Linked DNA regions of Sus scrofa: region 2 is linked to region 1. A link is a contact called in public HiChIP or PLAC-seq data. All regions are on one chromosome and are shown on one strand. The core of a region is the stretch at or near the end of the contact, and the rest is flanking DNA. Distances in the headings are between cores, read along the strand shown. Region 1 holds the start of LLGL2 (lethal(2) giant larvae protein homolog 2). Region 2 holds the start of MRPL58 (mitochondrial ribosomal protein L58).

The links. HiChIP or PLAC-seq counts read pairs in DNA pulled down with a chosen protein or histone mark.
Region 2: a contact with region 1 is called in an H3K27ac HiChIP or PLAC-seq map of alveolar macrophages. The contact joins the promoter of MRPL58 here to the promoter of LLGL2 in region 1. A contact is called at or near these places in 1 of 5 promoter capture datasets (liver) and 1 of 2 datasets of contacts at active chromatin or transcription factors (alveolar macrophages).

The regions. Positions count from the first base shown.
Region 1 is chr12:5,843,990-5,847,461 of Sscrofa11.1, reverse strand. It overlaps LLGL2 (lethal(2) giant larvae protein homolog 2), which reads left to right and starts at 1,297. Exons shown (of 25, transcript XR_002336991.1): 1 at 1,297-1,440. TSEN54 (tRNA-splicing endonuclease subunit Sen54) reads left to right here. Exons shown (of 12, transcript XM_021066651.1): 12 at 1-292.
Region 2 is chr12:6,264,375-6,267,893 of Sscrofa11.1, reverse strand. MRPL58 (mitochondrial ribosomal protein L58) reads left to right here and starts at 2,029. Exons shown (of 6, transcript NM_001244295.1): 1 at 2,029-2,236. The coding sequence starts at 2,051.

The sequences.
Region 1 (3,472 bases), core at 48-2,547:
TCTCAGTTGCCTCCTACACCCAGACTCTGATCTGTAGCTTCAGGGGCTAGTCTGGGCCTTGGCCCCGGGTGTCTGGCGCTTGCAGGAGAGCAAAGCCTTGCCCCCTGCCTGGCTGCTGCAGCGCTTCCAAGCCCCACGTCTGAGAGTGCTGCTTTGCAGTGATCCCCTGCAAACTCAGGACTAGATTTCAGAGACCCAGCCAGGTGGGGCAGAAGAGAGGACTCTGTGCCTTTAATTGAGAGGGTGCCTGCTTCAAGCGATACAGCCAAAGCCATTAAAAAAAAAAAAAAAATCCCCTTTTCTGCTGTGACTGAGTATACTGGATGAGGCCTCCCTATCCCCACCATCCCACTGTCCGAGGATGGGGCCCCCAGGCCCTCACCCCTGCTTTGCCCACCCACAGAGAGCGCTGCTTTCTCGCGGGCAAGAGCTAAGAGGGCAGGAATGCGACCCCTCGCCTATCTGAGGGAAGTCCCAGACCTGTAGTTAGCTTGGCTTTCAGAAGGGTAGCCCAAGGAGGGAAGCTGGCACCCATTGGTCCTCCCCTAAACGCAGCGGAGGTCCGGGTGGAGGAATGGCCCGAACCCTAGTCGTTGGGAGCTGTGTGGTGCAGCGCGCCATGCACGCCCAGACCTCTGCTCCCGGCCTTCGTCATGCTAAAAACTCCGGTCACAGTTGCTGGCCCTCGGGGCCTCTGGTGACAACGACTTGTAGGAGGGTACAGGCTTGGGGCCCACCCAGAGAGGAGGCGCCTCTTGGCGACGCCTCTCTCCCCAAGCCACCTGGCTCTTGGGTCCCGAAACTTGGCCCTGTGTCAGACGTCACCCTCTGATTGGGCTGGGCGCTTTCAGGAAGAGCCAGCCAGGCTATGCCCCTCCCTCGGGGCCGCTCCGGACCGGGTTGTGGGAGGGACCTCCCCCTTTATGGAGTTGGGCCTGGAAGGTGGCCCGGAGCCACTTCGCGTTCCGGGAACTATTTTCCTCCCCGGGAGGCGGCGGGACACTGGGCGCGGCGTGCCGTCCTGCGGCCAGGTGCGCGCAGGTGAGGTCAGGGGCGGGCCGGCAGTGCCTCGTGCATATTCACACGGGTCGCAGCCCCGCCCCCGCGCTCCCGGGAGCCGCGGATTGGCCAGGGCGCGGTCCCCGCCCCTCGAGGGCGCACTCCTTGCGCCCCCGCCTCGACGGCGCAGGGCTTCAGGAGGCGGGGCCAGGCTCGGGGGGCGGGCTGCTGGGGCCCGACGCTCTCTCTGGGTTCCGCCCGCCGGGCCGGCTCGCCCTTTATGTAAATAGAGGCGGCTCCGCCCCCAGCTCGCCGCGCCGGAGGTGAGCAGGAAGGAGACGGCCGCCCAGCAGCCCGTGGGCCGGCGGCAGGGTGAACAGAGCCGGCGGCGGGCGCTGAGGAACGCGGAGGCCTCCGGCGGGAGCCGGCCTGGGGTTCCAGGTGAGGTGCGAGCCGGGACCTAATGAGCAGGGCCCGCCCCCTCGGGGCTCCCGCCACTCTGGGCGAGGAGGCAGGGGAGGGCCAGGACCCTTGGCTTCCCTGTGCCGGGTGGGGAGGGCTGCGCCCAAGTCCGCTCGCCTCGCCCAGGATCCCGTCGTTCCGCTCGACGAGGAGAAAGACACCTGTAGGAAGTGCCGCTGGGAACTTTTCTGTGACTGATCTGCCCGCGATTACGGAATTTGGGTTTCGGGTTTGCACAACAGCGTTGGCTTTGGGGAGCAGGGAAACAGGTGCTCGGCCCGGCTGGGTGCGAGGGTCACTGCGGGCGGAGACGGAGTCCCCCGGTCTCCGGCCCAACGTGCAAGGCGCCTGGCCGCGGAGGCCAGCGACACGCGTCTCCGGTGGCCCTCTCTCCACGAGCGGGGGCCGGAGCGCCTTACGTCGGCGGCTTAGCCCCTGCTCCTGCCATCTGGGCCCTCTCCCTGCCGGCCCTTTGTGCCTCCTAATCCCTGGACGCAGGAAGCCCGCGGGAGGGACTTGGGTCTTGGGGCCTTTCTCCACCTCAGGTGGCTTTGGATGCCTTTAGGGGACTTGACGGAGGCCCAGTCTCTTTTCCACGACCATGGGGGTGGGGTTGCGCTGTGGGACGTTGGGACTTAGCGAGGAGTGAAAAATTCTGTCTTGCCAAAGAAAGCGTGCAAAGTTTGCTCTGGTTTGTTCGGTCTGGACGGTTCACAGTCACACGGAGCTTTGGCTGTGGGAAGAACCTGCGGTAACCAAGAGAGCCGTTGTGCGGCCCCCTGAGGCTCTCACCTGAGACAGGTGAGCTTTGAGAGAGGTGGGCGGGGCATAGATCAGCGCCATTCCCGCGGGGATCCTTGTGCCAGATGCAGGGCGACTTAACCTGGGCTCCGGGGATCTTCTGCAGAGTTTACAACTCAAGGTCCGGTCAGGCTGCAGAGGGGGCTCTGAGCAGGGAGGGGAGGAGGGAGGGAATGAGTGTGTCGGGGAGACGGGAAACCCCAGGTGGGAGGAACAGAGCAGCGGGGCCGAAGAGCTGGCCCAGCACAGGGGAAGCCAAGGTCAGGAGTGGCATCTGAGGAAGACTGTCTGGGTCTTTGTGAACTGAAGCATGGGAATGGTCCTGGAAGAGACGGTCCCGCTTCTCTATTGCATGGGAATTCGAGTTTGGGTTTTCTTAAACCATCTGCCCACAGTGCTGACTTACGGCAGTCAGGACTCAGAGCCAGCTCTGGGGGCTCTGACCAGTGCTCGCTCCCACCCTCTGAAGTTAGACTGGGCCAATCTCGTGGGGGCCGCTGGACAATGTCTCCAAGGTCTGGGGTCGTCCTGCATCCCTAGTCTTCCCTGAGACAATGGAGTAGCCCCTTTAGCAGCAGCTTAATATAATTTTAATAACTTACTACGCAGTAACATTTTAATGCACAATAGTATTAAAAGAAAAAAAAGGGCCCTCGACCCACATGACCCCCCCCCTTGGTTTAAAAAGGGGGGGCAGAGTTCCCGTTGTGGCTCAGCAGGTTAGGAACCCGACATGTTGTCCGTGAGAATGCCGGTTTGATTCCTGCCCTCGCTCAGTGGGTTAAGGTTTGGTGTTGGAGATCTCGTTGTGGCTCAGTGGAAACAACCCAACTAGTATCCACAAGGACACAGGTTCAATCCCTGGCCCTGCTCAGTGGGTTAAAGAATCCGGCGTTGCCACCAGCTATGGTGTAGGTCACAGACATGGCTCAGATCTTGCTGTGGCTGTGGTGCAGGCCGGCAGCTGCAGCTCTGATTCAGCCCCTAGCCCGGGAACTTCCACATGCCACAGGTGCGGCCCTAAAAAACAAAACAACAAACAAAGGATCCAATGTTGCCGCAAGCTGTGGCGTAGGTCACAGAAGCAGCCCAGGATCCGGTGTTGCTGTGGCTGTGGTGTAGGCCGGCAGCTGCAGATCCAATTCGACCCTTAGCCTGGGAACGTCCACATGCGGCAGGTGCAGCTGAAAAATAAAAATTAAAATTAAAG
Region 2 (3,519 bases), core at 780-3,279, 420 kb before region 1:
AGCGCCACAATGGGAACTCCCAATATGTCGGGTTCTTAACCCGCTGAGCCTCAACAGGAACTCCAGCTTAGTGATGCTTTATCTTGTCTTCCCCTCTGTCTTCTCACCCCTATGCATGTCCCCTTCCTAAAGCACCATTTCAGCCTATAGAGGCCCAGTGTGGTGAAAGAGAAGGCTTGCCTCAGCCTTGGGTTCCACCTTTTTGAGGGAACAGGTGGCACACCTCAGGCCTGTTTCTCCCAGAAGGGCCTCTGTTCTGGATGGTTCATAGCAGCAGCAGGTGAAAGGAGCTTGCCAGCTGCTCTTCTTTCCACCCCAGGGTGGCTTGTTCCATTCTCTTCTCTACCCCCCTCCTCTCCCAGAATCCAGGCCACCAGATGGCCCGAGCAGGCTGCATTTATTTGGGGCCATGGAAACCTGCAGCTTCCTTTTCCTTCCACTCTGGGTCAGGTGCAGAGCTGGAGCCCAGGCTCAGAGCAAAGATGCCATGAAATGGTGCTCATTTTATTATTTATAATCCCTGAGCTGTCGACCTGGGCCAGTCCCTGGCTTTGCTCCCCTGAGCAGCTTTTTCCAGTCACCATGGAGACGCCTCTGTTCCCTCTGAGGTCTTGAGACTAAGTCGGGCAGGGAGGGTCCCCGGAGACTCCCCTTTCAGCCTAGAGACCAAAAGGCGCATGTCAATTGCCATTCCCTTCCTAGTTTGGGTTTACAAAGCCCCAGCTCCACAAGCATTTTTTCCCTCCTCCAGAATTTGCCTGTATCAATGAGGCTAAGACGGTAAAGCCTGGACTTGATGACAATCTCCTATTTCAAACAGCCAGCATTCCCAGGGGCATGTTTTTCTAGGTAATTATGCTTTTCCTAAAAATAGAACCTGCCATTAAGAAACAGCCACCAGTGTTACTAATAATCACTAATGTTCATTGAGCTGTTTCTATTTGCCAAACCGCCTCTCAGCAAAGCAACTTAGCTAACGCTTAACTGTTTCCAAACATTGCTCTATTTTGAACCTTTCTCAGAGTTAGAACCTCTCAGTTTTGAAGTTCATTTCTTCCTCTCTTTTCTTTTCTTTTTTTTTTTTTTTTTTCCACACCCGCGGCATGGGGAATTTCCAGCCAAGAATCAAACGCATGCTACAGCAGTGACCCCAGCCACTGCAGTGACAACACAGGATCCTTAACCCGCTGAGCCGCAAGAGAACTCCTGGTTTTCCTAACAGCCCTGTAAAAAGAATCTCTACCTACTTCCCCATTCTCCCCTTTTCTCCTGGCTAGGAGAAACTGCATCATGCTCCACAAAGCGGGGGTGGGGCTTCACTTTTTTAAATACGTCTTTTTCAACCCGCCCACCTCTCTCCTTCCATCGGGTATTTGCCTTCACACAGGTGTTCAGCAGGGATTTGCTTATAGGTTGCCTTGTGAATGAGCCTGAAGTCATAAACTCAGCTCTAGCGGAACTCAACTTTCAAAAACGCATTTCCTCTTATCAATATTTATTGAGCACCTATGATATGCCAGGTTCTGGATACTGGGGATCCAGCGGTGAGCCAGTGCCCTCCTGGTGGTTATTCTTGCTGGGAAACAGGCAATAGAAAAGTTTGAGCGATGTGAAAGGAAAACAAAAAACAAAAAACGTGGAAAAGAGTAAAGGCGATGGAGATGAACTAGGGCAGGCCCCGCCGATGCTGCGAGATTTGAGGGGAAGAGCGGTCCAGGAGGGCACAGACTGAAAAGGAGAGAAGCGGTGTTTCTGGGGGACACGACATCCGGGGGCTCTTTGCACCAGGAGGCGCCCTTGAGAGCTCGCTGTCTGGCCAACGTTTTTCCCACCGCGGCAGGTGCCCTCAGATCACCAACCAGGCCTCCCGGAGGCGGCCGATGGGAAGCCTCTAATATGCTCCGCGTGAGACCAACGCCGGGATGGATCTGAGCTCGCCTTCTTCCGACCGCAGAAGATCAAGGCCACGCGGAACCAAAGTCCCGAGGAAAGCGCGAGCCCGCGGACCGCGGAAGGAAGCGCCCACCGGAAGCGGCCCAGAGATCCCAACATGGCGGCCGCCCGGTGCCTGCGCTGGGGCCTGAACCGAGCCGGAGCCTGGCTGCTGCCGTCGCCCACGCGCTATCCCCGCCGCGCTCTGCACAAACAGGTAGAGGGCACCGAATTCCAGAGCATCTACAGCCTGGACAAGCTCTACCCCGAGTCGCGGGGCTCGGACACCGCCTGGAGGCTCCCGGTGAGCCGGGAGGGCAGGGCGGAAGGGGTGTTTCCTCGACTCCGCTGGTGAAGGCAGGAAGCCGGGGCCGGATTGGCCCGGCGTGCAGCTAATCCTAGGGGCTGATGCACGCAAATGTGGCGGTCGCGGCGGGAGGAGGCTGGTTGCCCTAGCAACCGGGAACTGGGCTGGCTTGGGCGGGTGGCGGCGTCGCGCGTTGCTCGAGGTGTGCCGGCCCGGGGAGAGTGCACGGGGTGTGCTTCTTATGAGACTTTAGCTTTTCTGGTTTCATTCCCCGTCCCTCAGGCGCAAATTCTTGTCTCAAGGCAAAATTGACCTCCACAGTGGACAATTAAGGCAGGAAGCTGCCAAGTTGCTCTCTTTTGGAACCTTCTGGCAAATTATACTGTCCTTAGCCTCTAGGAACCCCAGCACGCCTGAGAAAACAGAGCTTCAAGTTGGTTTCCTCAGGATGCCTTTATTGACAGCCTGCTGTATGCAGGTGCTGCAGCAGGGCCCAGAGCAGGAGAGATGGGACCCACTCATTCTACCGAGTTTTCACCCACAGGACTGAAAGAGAGCAGTTCATTCATTCCTTTGTTCATTCACTCATTCAACAAACGTCTGTTGAAAGCATGTTGTGTACTCCGTGCTAGGCATGGGGTAGAACAAAACACAAAAATTCTAATGCAGGAGTTGTCTTGTTGATGCAGCAGGTTAAGGATTCCACGTTGTCACTGCAGTGGCTTGGTCACTGCTGTGGTGCAGGTTCAGTTCGTGGTCCAGGAACCTCCACAAGCTATGGTCTTGGCCCCCAAAAAAGAAAAAAAAATACTAGTGCAGTGCTAGTTGACTTATCTGCTTAATGGAGGGAGACAGGCCACAAATAGAGTCAGTAATACGAAGTATGTGAGATGGTGATAAGTACTTTAGAGAACATAAAGCCTGGAAGGAAGAAGGAGGTAGGGGTATGCAGTGTTGCAGTTTTAAGTAGGATGGTCTGTGAAGGTGACATTTGCGTAAGAACCTGGAAGAAGCAAGGCTGCAAGCTATGAGAAGAGTGAGAAGAGGAGCATTCTGTGGAGGGAACAGCAGGTGCCACCACCCCTTTGCAGTAGCATGTTCCACTGGTTCAAGGAACAGCAGTCAGGCCAATGCAGCTGAGCAGGGCAGTCGGAGGAGATGAAGCGAAAGAGAAGAGGGCGGGGAGGAGGCCTGTTTATAGGGCTTACAGGCCTTTTTCGCTTTCCTCGGAATGTGATGGGGACCTCTTGGAGGGTTTGAGACCAAAGAGTGAGTGATCC